Linked DNA regions of Mus musculus: regions 1 and 3 are each linked to region 2. A link is a contact called in public HiChIP or PLAC-seq and promoter capture Hi-C data. All regions are on one chromosome and are shown on one strand. The core of a region is the stretch at or near the end of the contact, and the rest is flanking DNA. Distances in the headings are between cores, read along the strand shown. Region 1 overlaps Blnk (B cell linker). Region 2 holds the start of Cc2d2b (coiled-coil and C2 domain containing 2B). Region 3 holds the start of Blnk (B cell linker).

Region 1 (3,672 bases), core at 722-3,221, 190 kb after region 2:
CCTTTATCTCTGGCACCTAAAAGAGCAATGTGCCGCTGTGTTCAACACATAGATATAGAGCTGAGCTGAAGAGAAGTTACCAGCCAGCCGCAGTGATACTTTCCCGAAATCCTATACTCAGGAGGATTACGAGTTCAAGGCCAGCCTGGACTAGGGAGTGTTGTTAGGCCCACCTAGGCTACATATTATGCCCGTGTCTCAAAATAAGGAAATAAAGAAACAGAGAAATAGCGGCTACTAACCTCTTCACCATTTTTCTTCTTTCCCAAAGCATACTGTTTGGTTGCTTCAATAAACCGTACAGGAATATTATACACTCGCTTGTTAAAGAACGCAACTAGGGTGTACGGCTGCTTGGAATCATGGCCAGAGCTCTTCCGAATAAGAAACGATCCATCCTGTTTAGGCAGAATGATAGTATTAGTTATAGTTCCTTAAGCTAGATTCAGTTTGTGAAGAGTATTTTATCACTTTCAGATAGTATTTAGCTCCATGGTTTTGTTCTTGATTAGAATTTGTTGTATTATTTTCCATGAATAATACTGTTTATTAAAACGGATACTCAGACAAACTTGAGTGAAGCCAGTACTAGCATGTAATGTGCCGACTGAGGCATTGTGCTTGCTGGGATTTAGAAACATAAAAGGACACGGTAAGATCACTGACGAGAGTCTTTCGAGTTAGAGCCCATGTTTATAAGTTCCTTAAGTAAAAATCTAGACAGTAGGAAGGCAGAGGCTGGAAATTCAAGCTTTTAGCTTAAGAAAACGTTCCCCTCAATAGATTTATTTTAAGGTAGAAAAACTATTTAAAAAATTCAACGTGTATTAAATATTTTATTAAAATAGCTTAGAATCATACATTTAAAAAATTATAGCAAAACATGACCTAAAAGATAGGAAGAAGAAATGCAAAACTGGTGTTCAGCCTTAGGAAGGAATTTGAAAAGACAAAAAAGACCTATTATTTATTCCTCAGAAACAAAGGAATAAAATTTACGAGGTTTCCATAGACTAAGTAAGGTCTAATAGATTTCATGTGTGACCCAAAGTAAGCCAACGGAGACAGCCACAGCGTTTAAAAATGGACTGCAGTGTCGTGGGCCAGACTGTGATGACCACCCAAGAGTCACAGAGGCCTGAGGACAACAACTCTGAAAACCTTGCGGCTGACTGTCCTGGCTCCAAAGGCGGCGGACGGAGTCAACCAAGGCTCACCGTAACAGTGACAGCAAAGCTGGAACCTCACCGACCTCTGGGAAGCCCTGACCATTTAAGCACAAGCCCGATAGCCCTTCCCTGGGGGACTAGCTAAGGAGGTCGACAGGGGTTGGTTCAAAACACAAGCCTCTAGGATTGTGAGTCATAAGAAAGTAAGGATGTGATTGGCCCATTCAAACAGGTTGTTATTGCTCCAAAACACACCCTCTCCCCAACCCAGTCTCTCTCTAGGGCCACCTTTCCTGCACTGGGCCCCATACAAGGGAGATCTACTTTTTCCCTAACCAGAATGAGCTGGACAAGAAAGAAGCAAAAACCGAGGAAAACTTTAACTTGTTGGAGGCAGCCTTAGAAGGCCTTCTGATCTACCGACGATTTCCGTCTAGGCAGAGCAAAAAACCCTCAGCAGCTGATTGGTGACATTTTCCCAGGGATTTGAGGGTTTTTTGTTTGCTTGTTTTTGTTTTGTTTTTTAAATGGGAGAACAGAGGAAGTGAAAAGGAAACTTTAATCTTCCACTGTCCCATCTGTCCCCAGTGTTGAGCTCTCAAAAAAATGTTTCTAGGTCTATCTTCTGCCTTTATCTATATCCTAAGTCCCGTGAGTTGGTTCAAAATAGCCTGTCCTCTCTTCCCTTGCTCCTCAGAGCCTGGGCTCCGGCTGCATCAGGTCTCCCCAGACCTCCCTGCCTCCTACTTCTCTCTATTGTTTGAGGGTAGTGGGCCCCCTGGAGCCTTGAATTGAAAGACAAACAGGAAGGAGATGAAAGAACAAAGCAGCAGGTGCTCTGAAGGCCAAGTACCCGGAACTTGCCCCTGCCCCTAACCCATGCAACTACTAGTTGGCTTAAGTTTTTAGGTGTCCCAACCTTGTTGGATCTGTGCAAGGCCTCTTCAGCAGACTTGCGGTCACAGGCGCCAGCATACCAGGGCTTACCGAGCAGTTCAGCCTCCTGGGAGACAGAAGCATTGTGAAACAGGAGATGGTTCTCAAAGGAAATGAAAATTTAACCTATGTGCTTAAGTGGCCCATTTTGCAAAACCAAAGACGGGAACAATAATCAACATCTTTACCAGTAATGTCAAAATGAGTTTGTTTCGCGCTTCCTTTGAACAACCACAGAGATTATGTGGCTAGCTAGCTCATTCCCATTTGGCCTTAAGCTGTAAATTTAGTCTTAAAACATAAATGGACCTCACTAGATTCCTGAAGCATTTTTCTCCTGAATGAATTATTTACTCTTTTTTTTATTGTGCTAATATTCTCTTTAAAATTTTTTATTTATTTTTATTTTATGTGTATTGGTGTTTTGCCTGCATGTATGTATCAGTGTGGTTGTTTGATCCTGGAGTTACAGTTGTAAGCTGCCATGTAGGTGCTGGGAATTGAACCTGGGTCCTCTAGAAGCGCAGTCAGTGCCCTTAACTGCCGAGCCATCTTCCCAACCGTGTTTTTATTTATTCTTGATGCTTCATAGAGTGCTTCATCATGTCAGTGTGTGTGTGTTTATATGTGCATGGGAGTGGGTGCACCCGTGCACACAAGCACATGTGCAAGTGTGCCACATATCATCACTAGATGCTGCTTCCTCGGGCGCTGTCCTCCTTGCGTTTGAATGAGCATCACTCACTGGGATGGAGCTCAAGGACTAAGCTAGGCTGGCTGCCAGCCCACCCTGGGGATCTCCTGTTTCTGTCTCTCCCGGCTGGGATTAGAAGTACACAGATAGCATCTCACTCCTTTTTTTATTTCATTTTCTTCTATTCTATTTTTTGGGGGGTGGAAATCGGATTCAAATCCTCAATGCAACTTGTTCACGTGTCACCTTCAAGGGCACACAGTGTCCTTTCTGTCTCTTTATGCTGTTCCGTTTGATAGAGGCTTTAACATCCTAAGCCTCCACAGGTCTATTCTGAGGAAATTATAAAGTTTAAATAAATGTGAGAGGACTAACAACAAAAACAACACATTCCCTCATTGTTTTAAAGAAACACTGTTATTTGGGGCGCCTGGAATAGAAACAAGAATAAATGGGGCGAGGTCTCTCTTAGTCACTGAAACAAACAAACAAACAAACAAACAAACACAACAAAACAAAAAAACACAGGACATTCTGCATCCATCGGACCAACTCAGTTAAAATCCAGACTCCATCCTGAGCCATACTCCAAGCTGTCTTCTCAGAAGACATGCCCTTTCCTGAAATCCACTGGAAATAATCCACCGATGTCAAGCTCATGCCCTACCTGGTCTGCAAACGTCGAATTAAATGGGAAGCTGTGGAACGGTCCATCTGCAGCTGGGCTCCCCGCTTCTGGGAACCCTGGAAGAGATTTGAAAACTCCATGAATCTTCAGTCGTTTCTGTGCAGGTACAGTGCCTCACTACTGCAGGAGCTCTCAGGGCCACACACAGAGCTGAAAACTCCTCAGGACTGCTCAGAGCGGGGCTT
Region 2 (4,074 bases), core at 1,560-4,059:
GTAACAGCAGAAGAAGTTCTGTCACTGTACTGTTTAAAAAGGAAAATAATTATAGGAAAACTCAGATGTAACCCTCAGAATGAAAGAATTAAGAACGTTTCTCTTCTTTTAACATAATATTCAGAGAATATTATGATATTATGAATATTATGAAAATATGAATATTAGAATATCTTCTTTTAACAAAATATTCAGAGAATAAAATCAAAGCTGAGAAATTCAATAGGCTCATACAAGATGACCAAAAAAAAAAATGGAGGGCTCTATAAATAAGTTCTGAATATTTAGATTTGAGAGAGAGGCCCCAGCTTTAATTCACTCCACGCCTGCTAAGGACCCATGGTAGCATTCTGCTTTGTTGCAGGACAAATCTTTGCTGTGACATCACCCCGTGTGCTACAGTTTGTCCCTGTCATTGTAAAACTCTGGCTTTGTCACAGAAAAGCTTTAAGAAATGGACAGATGGACAGGGGTCAGGACAGGCCTGCCTAGACTTGAAGATTCTGGTTCTGCTGGACATGGATGTAATGTGGGGGGGAGGGGTGGGGGGGATACGTCTTCCATGTGGTGACACTGTCAGAACAGAGCTAGTACCTCAGATGTAGTGGTCAATATTAGCTGTCAATCCGACAGGGTCTGCAATCTCCTAGGAGACAAGCTAGTGAGAGACCGTCTAAATGAGGCTCACCAGTTTTCTAGATAGGGTTAATTGAAGTGGGCAGGCCAACCCTGAGTGCAGGTGGCAATACCGTCCTATGGATGGCAGCACTGGGCTAAACAAAAAGGCTTTCTCTGTGCACAGAAGACACTGTAGACGACTTCTCAGTAACTATTGCTGCCTTGGATGATTGCCTGCCTGCCTGCCTGCCTGCCTGCCTGCCTGCCTGCCTGTGCAGATGTCTTTCTAATTCTTTGCCAAGAAATTAAAAATGTTCTATGAAATCTGATCTGTAGCTAGAGCAGTTAAAAAAATATATTATAGCCTGAATCAAAACAGTTCTGCATGTGAGATTAGACCACTAGTTTGAAATATCTACTGGATGTCAATTCTTACTCCGACTCCCTCCCCTCTGATAGGAAATGCTCTTTAACCTTGAAAATATTTAGAATTCCTCAACATCTGTTCGATAAACTCTTTGGTAGGAGATCTTGAATCCTACATTATCTTGACTTAGGTATTTGGACCCATATACTTAATGCTTAGGTATAATAGCAATAATACATTGTAGCACACACACACACACACACACACACACACACACACACACACCATGTGTACTTTTAAAAAATGCATAGCACTGGTTGATAATCCTGGAAATTAAATGTTCTTAAAGTTCATCATATTCTGTGATGCTTGCAACATGCAGACATTTCCCATTTAATCCGTGACATCAGTATGTAAGGGAAACACTCTTGACTCTGCTTTCTGACTCTGCTGTTGGACTGTAGAGATGGCCTGGCCCCTAAGGGCTAAGCTCACAACCCAAACGACAAGAATCTACCACCATTGCTCTTAAATTGCTATACCAGATGAGCCCTAGACAACAAGGATTTTATTTGGAATGAGAATTTGTCCAAATAAATTTTGAGGCGTGGACACAGTTAACAGTAAGTCGTTTTTTGTTTGTTTGCTTTTTCAGATAATGAGGCAAGTGGAACTTCTGAGTTCGTTCCCTTGTGCCGCAGGGTCTCTACCTCGCCTGGGCAGTCACCTTTGCAGCTGCTCTATTTCCCTACGTCCCTTTTCTCGAGGCCCGTTAAGTTTTAAAGACCTCCTAAGTGTCTTCAGAATCTCAGGCTAACGGCTCAATGGGGCGGACACAGAAAGAGGTTCATAAAAACAGCATATTGGAATGAAGGGACACACATCACTGTGCTCAGCCCCACTTGCAAACTCCCAACTGTATCAGTTCTGTTTAGGTCATCATTATTTTAACAAGGAACAAAGAGGCTTGCAGGGTGGGGACATACCGCTGTTTGATTTGTTTATTCATTTACTGCCTGCGATGGTGCGTTCGTGGTGTAGGTCGGCTTGCGGAGGCCACAGTGTGACGCTGGTTGTCTTCTGCCATCATACTACACTTTATTTGCTGAGACTTTGCTCTCTTCTGGAACCCAGAGCTTGCCCTGGGGGATTCCTGCGGCTGTCTCCACACTTGCCTGGCCTTACGTGGGTTCAGGGAATCTTAACTTCACTGACATTACAGTCTATGTGCTGAGCCATCTCCCCAGCCCCAAACTACCACTACTTCTCCTTCATAGATTTATTTTATTTTTAATTATGTTTCTATGGGTGTGGGAGGATATGTATATGTGTGAATGCAGGTGCTAGCCAGGCCAGAAGAGGGCATCAGGAGTTACAGGCAGGCGGTTGTGGGCCACCTAACTGGGTGCTGGGACGCGGGCCTCTGTAAGGGCAGTAAGTGCTCCTCATCGCTTGCTCTCCAGCACCCAGCCCAAGACTTAAAAGATATTAAATTTGTGACACGAATTGCAAGCTCTGAAAAAAAAATTGTTTGCACTGAGGGCTGTGGCATGGGGCCAGACACCAGTCTCTTGAAATGAAAAGCATCCACACTGCGCACCCGCTCTCCTGTCCCCTCTCCGTGGCGTGGCGCATGCAGTTCTTAAGCCGCCACTAACCCCCACCCCAAAGGGAGGGGCAAGAGAGGCCCGAGGGATGCGGGGGGGGGGGGGAGGGTTAGCTCAGGTGCACGAGGAGATCTCATGCACTGAGGCTGGATCAGAACCAGATGGCTGGGGAGGGGAGGGGCAGAGGGCAAAAACGCTCGCACTGCGCATGCTCTTCGGCTGTAGGCGTTGATAGCTGCTCAGGATCTGTCTTCACTTCCCAGACGCATCGAAAAGCAGTGTCCATCAGGTGAATGTCTTATCTCTCAAGGTCCCCATGACGGTACCAGAGTACACTGGGGATGCACCCCTCCTCTGTGCGGAATCCTGGGGCTGGGATAACAAGGCAACTAGGTGAAGTGGCAAGAGAGGGCACGGAACCGCGCCACCTGCCAGTCATCCCGGTTTTAGGAATAGGGGTGAAAACGTGTACATTTCACAGCTTCGAGGTCAGGGAGGGGTTTGGATTAAGTTCCGGTCAGAAAAATATTTCCTGAGTGGAGGAGGCTGGGCGGCTGGAGTTGAACTCTTTGCTAGGGTAAGCATTAGGACAACACCTTAGAATCAGCGGAACTACTTCAAGGTAATTTACTTCAAGCGGAACTTACTTCAAGGTAAGTACTGACAGAAGGCAGGTACAAGAGCTAGGAGAAAGTCCCTAGAAGACTACAGGATGCGAATTAGGCTCGAAATGTGGCGTGCAGTCCATTGAGAAAAGTTACAAAACTCAAAGCAAAGTGATGACCAGGAAAAAGCAGTCTTGCTTCACCCCTAGGTGGCAAGTGTGGCCCGAGGGCCCTCGCACTGAGAAGGGCCTCAGGGTTTCTCCAATTGAGACTGGAGTCCAGACCCAGAGATGGCTCTTCGACCTAGAATATAAACAGCACAGGACTCTCGCCAGTTTCACTAGACCCGGTGTCCGTGCTCCGTCGGTAATCCAGTGCACTCTGATAATTCTCAAGATCAGTTTCCAGGTAGCATCATTACATTGCCTTGGGTGTGTTAGATACAAGCCTTCAGTCCATAGGACAATCTGTGTCACCTGCACGCCTTCCTCAAACCATGCTGTAGGGCTTTGAGGGGGCAAAGGGGCAGAAGTGAAATCTTCTTGGTCTTGAGAGCACAGGGAACTTGGTTTTGATGTTTCCCAAAGATACCAGTTTACAGTTCAGAAGGTTTCTTTTCGGGCCATGCATGCATTCCTTGGGTCCTCCTGTCTCAGCTTCTCCTGTGTTAGGATTTCAGACATGCATCTCCAGCTGAGCCTGGGCCGAGATTCCCACTTCTTGATTTAGGGGGAAAAATCACAGATAAGTAAAAGATAAGAATTTCTGAACCTGTCAGGTAGTAAAATATCTGAGGGTCCTGATGCTTATTAAAGAATATGGCTGGTGGGAGGCTTTTGTTAAATTCTGCTTTTTCTGTAACCTGCTCCTAAAGGAT
Region 3 (3,754 bases), core at 680-3,179, 250 kb after region 2:
TCTGCTCAGAGCAGCCTCGACAGGAGACCCTGTCAGTTCTCTGCCAGGTCCTCTGACTTCTCCCTGCTTGTCCCTTCTCAGTGCTGTGCCTTTAACTCTAGATGCTGGGGATAGTTATATCCCCAGCACCCCCAGGATCTGTACCTTCAGCTTCCCCTATGCAATCCGTCCTGATCACTCCCTAACAGCACAGCCGCTGCCCAACTCTGTATGGTTAGACCCCCCCCCCCCGCCCCCAAGTGGCTCTTTTCCAGCTGGCCCCATTAGACAGGACCAATTTCCCAGGGCCCTCTCACCCCATACGTTCCACTCTGTGGCCTCTGCTAGGCAGGACTTTTCTCACCAGCCCACATTTGAGACTGCACTCGCATCAGCCTGTACGTGTGAGGTTACAGCCCCCTCAGCATGTAACCTGTTTCCCTCAGCTCTCCATCTGTTTTCTCAGCTGCCTCTCAGAGGCTTAATTCTTGAAGCATCATCTTCATGAAGATGTCTCTGCTACTCCAATCCTCTTCTCCACTTCGTGGCCCCCTTATTATTTCTACGATGTCTGCTCTACCCTTCCCTTCCGTGAGATGCACAGCAGAAGATGGAGGGTGCCTGTGGGACCTTCTAACTTCCATGTTAAAGGCTCTGTGGCTCTCCTGGGTATCCTCTATAAAATGGCTGACCAGCTGATGCTGCCCGCTGGTCTGGACCCCTTAGTACCTCTCAGTCTGCCTCTTACCAAACCCCTCAGAGTGAGAAGACCCATGTGCCACCGTGAAAGACTGTCCTTCTATCAACTCCATGTCTTTTCTTGTCATTTGTCTCAGACTCTCCAGTGCTCCATCCCTTAAGTATGACCTCATGAAAGTCCAAAGTTCTAGCCTGCACATGGAATATAACACACCCTTAAACGTTTGAAAGTTCCAGCCTCTGAGAGTCATCAGCCCCACTTCAGAAGACAATGCTCTTCAAACTCAAAAACTGGGAAGTCATCTTTGCATGGTCTCTTGACGTATGTATGCCTTAGGCCACTGCTGGCTTATTCTTTCTTAGTATATATTTCTTTAAATTGCCAAAGCTGTTTTTTAAAATGGTTATTGTTATTATCAGTATGTGTGTGTGTATGTGTGTGTGAAATGTGTGTGGGCATGATGTGTCAGGGCATGCATGTGCCAGGCTGGCAGTGACTGTGGAGTCCAAGGACAGCTTTGTGGAGTTGCTTCTCTTTCCGTTTTTTATCTGGGTTGTGGGCATGGAACTTAGATCATCAGACCTGCACATTCAGCACTTTATCCAGTGAGCCATCTGACATTCTAAAATAGATAGTCATGAGGGTACTGGAGAGACGCGTAGTTCCCCCAATAAACTTAGGGTGAACACCCACAAAACAAACAAGAGTCAGTAAGCGACAGTGACTACAAACGCTCTTCACACCATGGATGAGCCCCTCCTCAGACTCAGAAAGCTGGCTGTTGCTAGCATGTGGGCCATCAAATTTTCTATCTTCTTGCCTTCCCAGAGCTTCACTCTTTGTCCCATCCCTGGCAAAAACCAGCCAAAGCAGGTTCCTTCACTCCTCCTACACGTTTCTTTAAAAAGCTGATCTACTTCCCTATAGCCATTGCTAACCGATTGGCACTGGTCAAGTATCCCAAGGTTTTGGTGCCTCTGAGCGCTGGAGGAGCCCTAGAGGGCAAAGAAGAGGAATAAGGCTCCGAAGGGAATCTCTTACCTCAGCTTCTGGCTGGCAGGGACAGTTATCTTATTCAGCTTGTCCATTTTCTTGAGAGAGGATGTGTCGCTGTCCAGGGGGGTGTCAGCAGCTCCTGGACTTCCTGGGGAGCAGCATGGTAAGGCTCTGGCCTCAAGAACTCAAGCCACTGGAACTGACTTCTGCGAGCAACCCACAGGCTGCTGGCAAACACCCCTGCACAGGGGAAGTAAAACTCGCTGGAGCGCATCGCCAAGTTTCATGTTTCTACGAGGTCATGTGATCCAGGGAGTCAGCCAGCCTGGCTGATTACTGTGCGTTGTGTAAACTTCGGTAGTGAAACCTTATTGGGCATGCAAATCCCTTCCAGTAGCTCTTTTATGATCAGGTGTGTTGCCAGGTTGGATAAGTTTCTGACTGAGCACTACTTCCTGTTTGTCCCAAACCTTAGGTAGTCCCTGTTTTTAGCAGATGGCCAGAGTCACCCTGCCACTTCTTAGGTACAAGGAAAAGCTGAATAATCAATTATATCTGGATGGCTCTTTGGGGGCTTTCTGCTCATTTGCATTAAGCCATGGGTTAGCCTCTTCTTCTTAAGAACTAAGACATGAAATGGACAGTTCTTGTCACCGAGGTCACAGCAGTGGTCATTTAAAATGTGATAGGTAATTCTTTGTGCAAGGTCAAGGTCACTTAGGGGTGGGGAAAGGCGACCCTATCGTATGCTGTGTGGAGTCAGGAGTTGCCTTGCTGAAAGCTTGCCATTTTCAAATAAAGACAGGATACACTCAAAAGTCAGCTGAGGACAAGCCTAGTGATTTCCCAACACATGACATCAGGCGGATGCCTCCTAACTCCCCTCCATGTCTTCCCCTCTCATCACACCCAGTGCGACATGTCAGGTGTAGGGGTATCCCAAGCACAGTGAAATCCCACACCTGCCTCTGACCCCATCTAGACAGTTCTGCTATACTCCTCGAGACAACAAAACACAAAAAACAAAAAAATGAGAGGGCGTGTTCTTTCTTCCCCTTGGACCTGAACACCCCCACCCCCACTCACCTGGCACATCCTAGTCACCTTTGTGAAAGGAGATTACGTTCTGAACATTATCAAAGGACCATCGACCTGGGTCTAAAGAATGCACGGGGGGTTGGAGGGAGACAGAGTGGAGGGATTTCAGTTATCTCTCCTGTTATAGCTTCAAGGGCCTGGCTGAGGAGAGAGTGGGAAGGAGGACCAGGCCAGAGAAGGGAGGAGAAGAGACAGAGAGCAAACCCGGATTTCTTCCCGCCCCTGCCCACCCCCACCCCCAGGTTCTTTGTTCAAAGAGGAGCTCTTCGGTCCTCCTGGTTCCTTGACTGTTCACGTTCATGCACTATATCTGAATTTGCCATTCTTCAGGATGTCCGAGAGCTGATGCCTCAGAGTGGTTGAAGGGTGAGGTCCCTTTGCAGAAGAGTAGGGCATCAGGAGAGAAATGCAGACACTTGCTTCCCGTAACTGTTGCCTTTCTCTAATCTGCCTGCACGGTTTTCTTGCAATGTATCCTGAAGGAGATCTAGTTCCCTGCCCCGCCCTTCCCACAGCTCTTAGCAGAAAGGAACATAAAAACCATATATGATGTCATCAAGGGTCAGGAGAGTCTGGCCAGGGGGGTGATAATAGCCTTTTGTTCCTTCTGGATGGTTGTAAAATGCTTCCAATTGACCTGCGGACTTTCCTCTCCACCAACTCTGTCGAGCACCTGGTCTGGCAACTTCTTATTTCCCCAGAGAAAGAGAGAGGGTCGAGGGTTCCACTTCTGCTTTTTCTTTTTACAGCCGCTTGTCTTTCTTCTTTTTACTGTATTCAAGTCCGACACGATGAAAACGAGAAACTGCTTTTCCAGGCCGGTGTGTTGCAGTTCTGCCCCGTGTGGTGTGGAGTGTGTGGAGTGGGTCAGTTCAATGATCCAAGCCTGACCCAGTGGCTTTCCTGCTGCCACGGCTTGCCAAGAAGGGTTGATCACGACTGGGAACCGGTTACCAAATCTCAGCTGCTGACTTGTTAATG

Evidence for each region. Promoter capture Hi-C pulls out the DNA fragments that hold promoters and counts their contacts. HiChIP or PLAC-seq counts read pairs in DNA pulled down with a chosen protein or histone mark.
Region 1: a CTCF HiChIP or PLAC-seq map of pro-B cells shows a contact between it and region 2, with 13 times the contacts expected there. The contact joins the enhancer-like site here to the promoter of Cc2d2b in region 2. A contact is called at or near these places in 2 of 15 datasets of contacts at CTCF or cohesin (large pre-B cells and pro-B cells), 19 of 484 Hi-C or Micro-C datasets (the 63-12 cell line, B cells, the C10 cell line and 9 more), 7 of 115 datasets of contacts at active chromatin or transcription factors (the 230-238 cell line, bone marrow-derived dendritic cells, bone marrow-derived macrophages and 3 more) and 2 of 9 other capture datasets (embryonic stem cells and liver).
Region 3: a promoter capture Hi-C map of stem cell-derived epiblast-like cells shows a contact between it and region 2, with 9 times the contacts expected there. The contact joins the promoter of Blnk here to the promoter of Cc2d2b in region 2. A contact is called at or near these places in 12 of 39 promoter capture datasets (the 3T3-L1 cell line, 3T3-L1-derived adipocytes, the C10 cell line and 8 more), 1 of 15 datasets of contacts at CTCF or cohesin (pro-B cells), 14 of 484 Hi-C or Micro-C datasets (the AML12 cell line, CD4 T cells, the P5424 cell line and 10 more), 9 of 115 datasets of contacts at active chromatin or transcription factors (the 230-238 cell line, bone marrow-derived macrophages, embryonic stem cells and 3 more) and 3 of 9 other capture datasets (adipose tissue, liver and pancreatic islet).

What each region holds. Positions count from the first base shown.
Region 1 is chr19:40,934,185-40,937,856 of GRCm38.p6, forward strand. Blnk (B cell linker) reads right to left here. Exons shown (of 17, transcript NM_008528.5): 14 at 3,467-3,543; 15 at 2,089-2,172; 16 at 243-398. Among named protein-coding and RNA genes, the nearest start is that of Zfp518a, 41 kb to the left of the region's middle. Within about 2 kb of position 1,972, at least 36 of the 459 cell types and tissues checked have an H3K27ac peak or open chromatin away from gene starts, as enhancers often do. A contact at or near this core is called in embryonic stem cells, epiblast stem cells and pro-B cells, where this site is marked.
Region 2 is chr19:40,746,008-40,750,081 of GRCm38.p6, forward strand. Cc2d2b (coiled-coil and C2 domain containing 2B) reads left to right here and starts at 2,810. Exons shown (of 35, transcript NM_001376940.1): 1 at 2,810-2,881.
Region 3 is chr19:40,992,292-40,996,045 of GRCm38.p6, forward strand. It overlaps Blnk (B cell linker), which reads right to left and starts at 1,930. Exons shown (of 17, transcript NM_008528.5): 1 at 1,721-1,930. The coding sequence starts at 1,767.